Regions from separate parts of the Columba livia genome. Here region 1 is linked to region 2. The links are chromatin contacts, called in public Hi-C maps. All regions are on one chromosome and are shown on one strand. The core of a region is the stretch at or near the end of the contact, and the rest is flanking DNA. Distances in the headings are between cores, read along the strand shown.

Region 1 (5,051 bases), core at 2,299-4,798, 190 kb before region 2:
CTGACCAACTGTGTATAACATTCCATTCACGTGAATACTTCATATAAAAGTGGGAGACCAGGAGGATCTCGTCCCTTTTGCCTTTGCTTTTTCCATTCTACTTATGGCCGACATTAGGAGAGGACCTTGCTAGTCGTCCCTGCGAACTGAGGCCTAGTGACAGACTGAATCCAGCTCCGGTTGGCTGCAGAGTCCAGTCCAGGACTTGGTTTGCCGGCTCTGCAGTTGCTGAGACTTTCAAGATTGGTTTGGTATATTTTGTATTATTTTCTCTATTCTTATTAGTAGCATTAGTAAAACATTGTTAATTTTTCCAACTCTCTTCTCTCTGTCCTTCTTTCCCTCCCGATCGCCTGTCCTGAGTGGGAAGGGGGGAGAGGGGGTTAACAATACATCTGCCAGGGTTTTATTGTCACCCTGCAATCTTAACCCTCGACATTGTCCTACCTCCCTAGACAAGATTTAAAGTTTCTCAGGGAAGTCAAAACCCAACAACCGTGATGTGATAAGAATGGATACCAAAGCAACAGCATCCCCAGCAGAACCCATGCAAGAGTAGAAGGAGTTACCTAAAGACAAGCTGAGACTTGTTCCACAAAGAATATCCCTAAAGCAAGAAGTTTTATTCCAGCTCAGACAGCTAAAAGAAACATCAGCAACGCTCTTTTCAGGGTCACCTGCAAGGCGCTGGGCCAGTCACCACTGGTTATAGCTCTATAGTTCTTCAGTTTCAGTGCTCTTGCCTTAACATAACATCCTTAAACAGCCAAAAGCACCTGTGACAAGCATTCAAAGGAAGAGCTATATAACCAATACAGATCAGGTAAAACTCATACAAACAAGCAGCATAAGGATCCAAATAGGTATTGGCTAAACCTCTGTCTTTGAAGAAAATTTAGTTTGTTTAACCACATCAATGCTCCCTGATAAATTTTTTAATCTACTACCATCAAAACTTTTGTCCCCACACTCTTTATGAAGTCAAGAGCAAAGAAATCTTAGTCTGTGGAATGAGGTGTTAAGTTCCATGGAGAATATATCTTGGTTTTGTTTCTACTCAGCACTCAAAAAAGAATAAATCCTCAAGTTCTTCTCCCTCTTCCTCCACAAGAAGCAAAACTCTTCCTCTTTTCCCATGCCTTGGAACACATTTCCCTGAGGTCAGTGTTTGTTTTTGGCCTAATTCATACTAGGTAGAAAAAAAACGCACCACAACTGAAACAGGAAACCCTGAGCTTTCCCTCCAACAGAAGGAGAATTTCCTACCTGCTGGTCCCCAATACCAAAGCTGCGCAGAAGAGCCTTTTAATAAATCTGCACCTCCCAGAAATCATTCTGCTAGAGCTGTTATGTGCTGTCTTCCAAGAAGGCACAAAGGCTTTTTAAAAGCTCTGCCTTGCCGATTTATCTGAAACAAATCCTGCCCTGTAAGACTTTCACTGAGAACAACTTTAAGCTGAAAAGCTGGAGCCCAACAACTGCTCTAGGCAAAAAGCAGAGCTGTTTGTGCAGTCAAGAAACATGGCAACCGAGATCTGTGTTTGGGTCCAAATTACCTTACTGCAACATGTCTACAACTCCAAGGTGCTGTTCCCTTCAGTTACGTGACATCCTTTAGCATACAGTTGAATTGCTATGTGACAACATGAGTTCAAGGTTAAATATGCTGATGTTGGACATGCAAACCATCAAAAAAAGACAACAGTTTTATCTTTCACCTTAAGTCTTTTTTTCTTTCCTTCCTTCAAAACCAGGCTTGAAACTTGTAGAGAAATACAGTATCTGTACAGACCTTCAGTAACATATAACAGACAAGATCAGGATACTGCTAATATAGCTACATAAGTTCACAATTGACAAGCAGAACACCCACAAGGTTTTAATGACTATTGCCCCTCCAAAAACCCATAATCTAAAACATTTCCAGACAAATACAAGAAAGAAAAGTTTTGACAAGCACTGAATCAGTACTTCTATGCAATAACATACACAAGGAATATTTAAGGGAATGTAAAGGGAAAGAGAAGCTATCAAATAGAAAATAGTTTTCTATTAACTGGAGAAAACATGCTTACAACTATTTTCACCCCTTCTTTGAGGCTGCGTCTGGAAGCCAAGGAATGTGCTAGTTATAAAGAGGCCATTTATGATTATGTTCAATAGCATTTTAAAAGCCAGAAAGAAGTAGCCTCATTAAAGATACAAACTTGTACTAAGACTTCAACTGTAACAACCCCAGCTAATAACCCATGCAATACTTATGGATAGATAAAGGAATTTCATGTCATAATTGTCTATCTTTGTAGTATCTGTCAATTTTTGCCTAACAAACATGTTTCTCCATTAAGCTTTTTGTTTTAACAGCTGAACATTCAAGAGTTGGAAGTAACACTGCTAAATGCCCAAGTAGTATAAACTCTACCACTTACATTTGTTTCTGCTGCATTCAATAAATCCCTAAGCCTTCTCCACACATGCTATATTGGATAGAATTCTCTTCTGCAACAGTAACATAGTCATACACACAGCAGTTCCTGCTACCTCACAGTACTATCACTCGTATAGAAAATGTTTTAGTTTCCTCAATTTGTTCAGTGAGTTCCTTCAAAAAAAAGGAAGAGGCTGTGATTTTTCTCAAATATAACAATTTCAAATATATTGTCTGACATAGCATTAACACAAAGTTCCATGGTAACCTTAACCACAGGTATTCTCAGGCAATGCAAACCCAAAAATGACTAGCAAAAGAAAGAAGTAGTTGCCTCTTCCGCAGCCCTATATTAATTTCATTAGAAGACCCAGAGAGAAAAATACTACTGTGAAGTTACTAAAAAGTCAATTGAAATAGTTTTAATGAAATCATTTGAAGTTTAACCTTCTTAAATTATGAAGGTTTTACAGGAAATTTTAAATTCTTAAGACTCATAAAAGCTTGCATCAAAATAAAGGGTCAAGTAAAAACCATATTGTTTGTCCTCTTTTAAAACCAGCGCTAAGAACCTCAATCTCTGATACTTCAAACAAAAAAAGCCTTTAAATAGATTTTATTGCCTTTTGTACAGCAAAGCTGCAAGTCAAACTTCAATTTCCAAACAGTTTGTAGGTTGCCTTTATTATATTTATAATGTAATTACTTCTGAAATTCTTCTGTTTTGAAGAGAAATGTTTGTCATGTGAAGTATACACTCAATCACATAAAGGTTTCTAAATGAGCCTCTCATTGATGTTCGTACCCTGCAGGCAATGTTTGTTGCACAGCTCCTTTGCAAAATACAGTCCTTCTCCAGTGCCAAATTTCAACAAATAAAAAGTTAAAGTCAACTGGTAAAACAGTTCAGGCAAGTGCCTTGTCAATCAAGCTGCTGATACATTTTAAATAGCCCTCAACTGTCAGCACTTTAAAAAGCTGAATATTTACAATCCAGAGTGTAGAAGTAGGCAGTCTGTTTGGTAAACAATAGCAAACCATCATTAAGTTTTTCTCTATCTGAAATACAAACAGCTTTATTCAACACCCCCAGGTTCTGGATGACAGATATACTTCCAGATGTTTCAGAAAGACATGGGAATACCTTCAGATGCAGCCTCAAGATCATTATCTACAATTCTCATGCATGTGGAATAAGTGACACAGCAATGAGACTCCACTTCCTTTCTTGAGAAAGGAAGCTGTTCTAATCTGAGCTTCAAACAAGTATTTGGTATGGTGCCAATTCAAAAGAAGAGTATGTGAAATTTTACAAGAATTCAGGCAAGACAGAGACACTTCAGTTTGTTTTTACAAGGAAAAATATTGAAAAAAACCCAAACATCTGACTGAAGGGATTTCACCAGCAGAGTTTCTCAAAACCAATCAGGCATTTTCCTTTGTGACTTCTCATGGAAAGCAGAACACGTTAACAAGCAGTAGATGACCAAGCTAGACAATAATCAGTAAGAGGGGAAGATGAGAACACTACATAAAGCAAACAGGCAGATTCTCAGCGTAATAGGAAAAAAACATAAGTTTAAAAAATGCCAAATAAAGTTGTATTCTAGAAACTGACACAAAAGGAGGAAATAAAGACACAGGATATTTACTGATAAATGGGCTGTATTCAGTAGTAAGTCCCACATGCTGGAATATTTCTAGAGATTAGACAACAAATTATCAACAGCCAAGAGGAGATGAAAGCTATTTTTCTTCCTTCTTAATTAAAATATGGGGGTCAGTTGACCCTGTGATTTTTCATGGACTATACATTCTTATTTTTCTGCATAGTCTGATAGTAATAAAACTGATTCAATTTGAAATTACTGAAGACAGAAACATTCATATACTATTTTATCTATTGCTTGCATTGCTTAAGTGCCCTTCAGCACAAAAAGTGTTAGTAGCCTTCACATTTTGTTTTCTGGTATTTCATATAAAACATGAATTCTTTTTTATGTTAATGTTTTTGGTTGTGGTAGTCGGTTTTACTTAAGGATACTTCCTCTGTAACCAAAGAATACCAGCAAACACTCAATCTTCACATCTTCCAGTGAAAAATTCAATGTTTTCTTTGGACAAGGAAACAATATTGTCCTTTTTAAAGGCCACAAAACATTTAGGTCTAACACCCTCGTTCTAAGCACAGTCAGTCTACACTTTCTGGGACTCTTCCACCATTAAACAGGGCCCAAAGGGCTTCTTTTGACTTTAAGACATAATTTGAATGCCTTGAAATTATATTTTGTTTTAAGCTAATTAAGGAAGTTAATAGTTGATGAATAAATCCAAACCAGTACAATGTTGTTTAACAAGCACTAGTGCCAAATGACTAAAACCCTCAGATATCAACCCACCTGCAGCGATGGTGTGAACTGCTCACAGGCACAATGACAGGCTCAGTCCACAGCAACTACCTCTGACTGCAGAACATGCCATGCTTAACTACTAGATTATCAAGTTCTATGCAGTGTTTGTTTTCTTCCATAAACCTGGATTTTACTAATTCAACTGAAATGTCAATTTTTGTCTTTAAAGCAGTACTAATGTTTTGATGAACATTTTCAGAAAGTTTGATTTC
Region 2 (5,029 bases), core at 1,438-3,937:
GCCAAAATATAGATGACATAAGTAAAACATTAAAAACATGAGGTTTCATATGTATGGAGAAAGAACTTCTTCCCAGCAACGACTGTTTTCTTCAGTATTTTTAACCACATAAGTATGCTTAGACTGTATCTTATGAAAAAAGCCAACACAGACCAGTGAAATATATACATAGCTAAGGCTATAGTGTCTTTGAATGGTTTCTTGCACAAAGTTCTCAATTATGCGAAGCTCGTCAAGGTTAAAGCTGATTCATAGCACAGGAGGGAGCGCAACCTGGTAAACCTCTGTCTTCACAAGAAGCATCAAATACCAAGATACTGGGTACAAGTATCTGGATACAAGATGCTGGATACAAGGTACTGGATACTGGGTACAAGATACTGGATACAAGGAAAAGGGGGAGTGGGAAAGCAGCGCTGGCTATAGGAGGAGGCAGGAGAGGATGCTCAGGAAGAGCAGGAGGGACCTCAGGAGAAGTGGGGGGCAGCGGTGAGACCCACGAACCAAGAGGTTCCCTTGGAACAGTGGGCTAATAGAGTTATTTGTTGAATTGGCTGTCATCTAGTGGAATTACAGCACATTGCACCACACTTCTCACAGGGCTGTAACTCTTTCCCTAGCAAATTATCTAACATTTACACGTGCTATTTGGTCTCAAGAGTGAGAATTTTGTAATATTTTTTTCCAAAAATCAACTATTTCTGAAGACCTGAAAAAAAATAACTTGTATCCCCCATCATGCTCCGGATATTTCTTGATACATTTTTGTCTTTATAGAGCTCTGTTTTTCTATGCTAAACTATCATATGGCAGACTGGCCCTTTTTGTGTTTAATTTACTAATTTTTGAGATTGAATAAAGTAAACCAATTAAATAATTTAACTTAAAATCCTTTATTGATGAATATGAATCTTATTAAACTTTCTGCAGTGAAAATTACAGATGAACCAAAAAGCTAGGGCCATCTTTTTTCCTCTTGGACACTCAGATCTCATTTCAGATTCATAAATAATCAATGCCAGACAGTGATAAAGTTGGAAACCATGCTAACAAGATGAAAAGAGCTTGATGACTAAATACCATATTGCATGGCTTGCGTGGTTATTTTCGGAAAAGAAGAAAAACATCACATGGAGTGCAAAAGGCAACAAATCAGTAAAGTGACAACCCCAGATTTCATTATTTATTGTGTTGCAATGTAGCTAAGACAATGCACCTTTCTATGCATGTTTCATGCTCATTACTGGCAATAAACTACAATATGAAAATAATTCAGCCCCTGACTTTACATCATCTATGCCCACACTCCTCCACCTCATTTTTTAAATTATCATACAATGATAATATAGACTATGAAGTCCAAAAAAGTCTTTTTAACTGAATTCAGTTGTTCCCCACTTGTTTGTAAACCTTAGAAGGACAATTGTCTCATGACATTTTTGTACAGAACTCAGAGAAATATTTATTGGGCTGGCTTTAGAACTGCTAGGCTGTATGTTAACTGTTAAAAAGCAGTCACAATGAGTAACTGTTAACCAAGCCGTCTTGACAGAGACAAATTTTGAAGCACTGCAATACCGCTTTCGAAAAAACTTTTTCCAGCACATCTGCCAAACTGCTTCTTCATCCTCTTAATGAGGACATTTCAACACATGCATTCTTACTATAAGCTTAAGTGTAACAAAGACCAGGCTGCCACCCAAAGCCCTGCCATTGCCCCCTTCCCATTCTTCTATCCTGCCTTCTCCTTGCAGGTGTGAAATCCTGTGGCTGCAGAGGCTGAACAGGGTGAAACCTGTTAGTGCACCACAGTCAGCCCAAGTGGACCATGGAAAAGGCCTTCACAGAATCATGGAATGTCCAGAGCTGGAAGGAACCCACAAGGATCATCGAGTCCAGCTCCTGTCCCTGCGTATGACAACCCCACAGTTCACACCATGTGTCTGAGGGTGTTGTCCAGTCTCTTCTTGAACACTGTCAGGCCTGGGGCCGTGACACCTCCCTGGGGAGCCTGTTCCAGAGCTCCAGCACCCTCTGGGGGAAGAACCTTTTCCTAATGTCCAACTTAAACCTACCCTGGCACATCTTCCTGCTGTTCCCTCGGGTTCTGCCATTGGTCACTAAAGAGAAGAGATCAGCGCCCGCCCTTCCTCCTCCCCTTGTGAGGAAGCTGTAACTGCGATCAGGTCTCCCCTCAGCCTCCTCCACGCTGAACAAACCAAGTGACTTTAGCTGCTCCTCATACAGCTTCCCCTCCAAACCCTTCACCAACTTTGTAGCCCTCTTCTGGACACTCTCCATTAGCTTCACAACCTCACGCCCGGAGGCACCTCGGTTTCTCTCGCAGGAGATGGCAGCACGGAGCGGCGGGCAGAGTCCCGGCACCCAGGGACACGGAAGGCGAATTGTGCCCCAGCCCCGCCGCGACTCCTCAAACAGGACTGAGGCTCGACCACCGCTGGACTAGCTTCCCGCCTCTTCGTTGGAGCCACGGTTTTGCCTTCCCCGTCCCCGGCCTCTGCAAGTCCCTCCAGGCCGCGCAGCCCCCGCCGCTGGGCCTTACCTGTGCGGCCGCGGCCGGACCCGCCTCGCCGAGCGCGTCCCCCCGTTGCTATGGCGACGGCGGCTCACCGCCCCTTGCCCTACCTCAACGGCCCTCGGCCCGCTCCTTCCATTCTGATTGGCTCTACCATCCCGCCCCGCTGCCCAATAGAAGCAGACCACAGAAATACTCCGCCTTCCCCTTTCGCTGATAGGCCAATGAGTACATAAAGTCTGCCCCTTCTCGGGCGCTGTAGTTCCTTCCGCGTGCTGGTGAACTACGACTCCCAGAAGCCCGTGGGCGGGGCTGGCGCCTGTCGCTCCCGGTGCGCGCGCCAGCAGCCGCCGCCTGTTTACCAACCGCCCCGGTGCCGCTCCCCGCGTGCAGCTGCGTCACGCGACCCGGCGGTAACGGCTGTAACGGCTGTCCGCCGCCGGGAGCGGCTCCTGTCCCGCCTCCGCTCGCCTCAGGGGCTTCCGCCGCGGCCCCACCGGGCGGCATGAGGGCGCTGCCCCCGCGCTGGGCGCCTCTGGCGGTGCGGGCGGCGGGCGGATGGTGGGGGCCGCCCGCCCCCCGCCGCGGCTGCAGCAGCTCCGCCGAGCCCGGCGGCCGTCAGCCGCTCCAGGAGTGGGCGCTGGCGGTCAGCCCGCGGGGGCGGCTGCGGGTGCGGCTGCCCTGCCAGGTGAGCGTCCGCCCGCTGGACCCGGAGCGCTACCCGGACGCGGACCGTGTGCTGGTGGCCGTGAGCGGCGGCAGCCCCCCGCCCCGCGGCCGGCAGCGGGACCGCGTCCGCGTCGAGTACGACGAGGCGCTGCAGCAGATGGCGATCGTCGCGGACGCCGTGGACAGCAAGGCTGTCGTGGACGTCAGGACGCCCGTGAAGTTCGGTGGGTGAGGCGGGGGCGGGGCGGCTGCACGCCCGGCGGTCAGCCCCACCCAGGGGAGGCGGGGTCGTTCGCTCAGGTGGGGCGCACCGGGAACGGCGCTGGCGCTGCCGCTGCTTCGGCTACAAGCGCCGGTGGCAGCGGAAATTGGGAAATGGCATAATGCCCCCTCTAGTTAAAGAATTTCAAAACGTCCTTTCTCCTCCTCCCCGCCCCCCCACCCCGTTTCCTGACTTCTTTGGTGTTTGGATACGTGATTTGTTGTTGACGTTTTTGTCAGCAATACATAGTGCTGAGACTTGTGCTATTAAGTGGTAGTTGCACTGCACGCTTGTATTTTTACTGACAGCTGGTCTTCCAGAAAAAACGTAACGGCAGCTCAGCTGGGAGTCAACAGCCGTCAGTATGTGCTGTGCACACCTGCAGCTCAAGCATTGTTCCCAGTAGGGCTGTTGGACCGCTAGTGGTAGCTGTGCTGGGTCGCCATCCACAGAGATCAAAAAGGTCTGGAAGGTAACAATATAGATTAAATACCAAGAAGAGCTCCCTTGTCTAGTACAAGTCTTGCATTATCTTTTTGAGCACAAGGCAAAAATCTGCACTGGGTTTCTGGTACAGAACCTACAAACAACTTGGGAGAGCAGCTGTAGTGGCTGAAACCAATAAAAAATCTGCACTGGACAGAAATACTGACAGTGGCTCTAAATTCGTGGAAGGAAAAGGGCAAACTTGATAGGATAATTCCCCTCAATGAGCTGAGGTTTAGAGTGCTTGGCCCAGAGAGATTTGTACTTAGTCATTGATGTGTTTTTTTTTCCTATAGAATTGTGCATTTTTCTGTACAGTACAGAATAAGTTTCACAGTGCTAGAAAAAATGTTCAGTGTGCAAAAAAACACAGTCCTTTGGATTGCCTCAAGTGGTTATTCAACACTGCTGCAGGTGTGGCGTGAGAAATGGTGAATGATCTCATTCTACTTATACTTCATACATGTTGTCTATTACTTTTGTAAAGCATGGTGCTAGCACTTTCCCAAACCCTTACAGTAAACACATTCTGCACCTTTTAACTTCTCTTAATTTTCCCCCGCTATATCTTGAATTCTGCTATGTCTTTTTTCCTGTTTTCATTTAGAAGCAGCTGAACTGTATATCATTCAAAATGGAGAAGTTTTATGGATTTATCATGGCAGCATTCTCCTTTCATTTTCTAGTCTTACTCATCCATATATTTTTTTTTAACACTGTTGATAACTGAAATGGTGTTTCTTAGATATGTGTTTCAAAACTTATGGTTTCTTTTGTTTCTTAGCAACTAGTATAGAGACAAACATTCTGTAAATAATATCAGGGGATTACCTCACCCCTCTCTGCCCTCAGTATGGTTTATTTTTTGTATTTTAGCATGGCTGTACTGATTTGTACCATGAGTTCAGTGAGACCACTCTCCTGTCTCCACCAGTAGTCATGAACAGATGCTTAGGGAAGTAAGAACAGGACAAACATAAATGATATTTTATCTCTGTGTTCTCTTACTGTCACCTGTTTTCAACTTGGGGGATTTTCTGAGCCTGACACAGCTTAGCCCCTCAGTGGGTCTCTCT

The links. Hi-C and Micro-C count contacts between places; a contact is called where the count stands out from the background.
Region 1: a contact with region 2 is called in a Hi-C map of liver, with 2.4 times the contacts expected there. The contact joins the enhancer-like site here to the promoter of CCDC146 in region 2. A contact is called at or near these places in 2 of 2 Hi-C or Micro-C datasets (crop and liver).

What each region holds. Positions count from the first base shown.
Region 1 is chr1:198,674,833-198,679,883 of bColLiv1.pat.W.v2, reverse strand. All of the region lies in intron 1 of PTPN12 (protein tyrosine phosphatase non-receptor type 12), which reads right to left. Among named protein-coding and RNA genes, the nearest start is that of PTPN12, 21 kb to the right of the region's middle. Within about 2 kb of position 3,548, at least 1 of the 3 cell types and tissues checked has an H3K27ac peak away from gene starts, as active enhancers do.
Region 2 is chr1:198,488,120-198,493,148 of bColLiv1.pat.W.v2, reverse strand. CCDC146 (coiled-coil domain containing 146) reads right to left here and starts at 2,687. Exons shown (of 18, transcript XM_065049114.1): 1 at 2,564-2,687. FAM185A (family with sequence similarity 185 member A) reads left to right here and starts at 2,832. Exons shown (of 8, transcript XM_065049156.1): 1 at 2,832-3,429. The coding sequence starts at 3,042.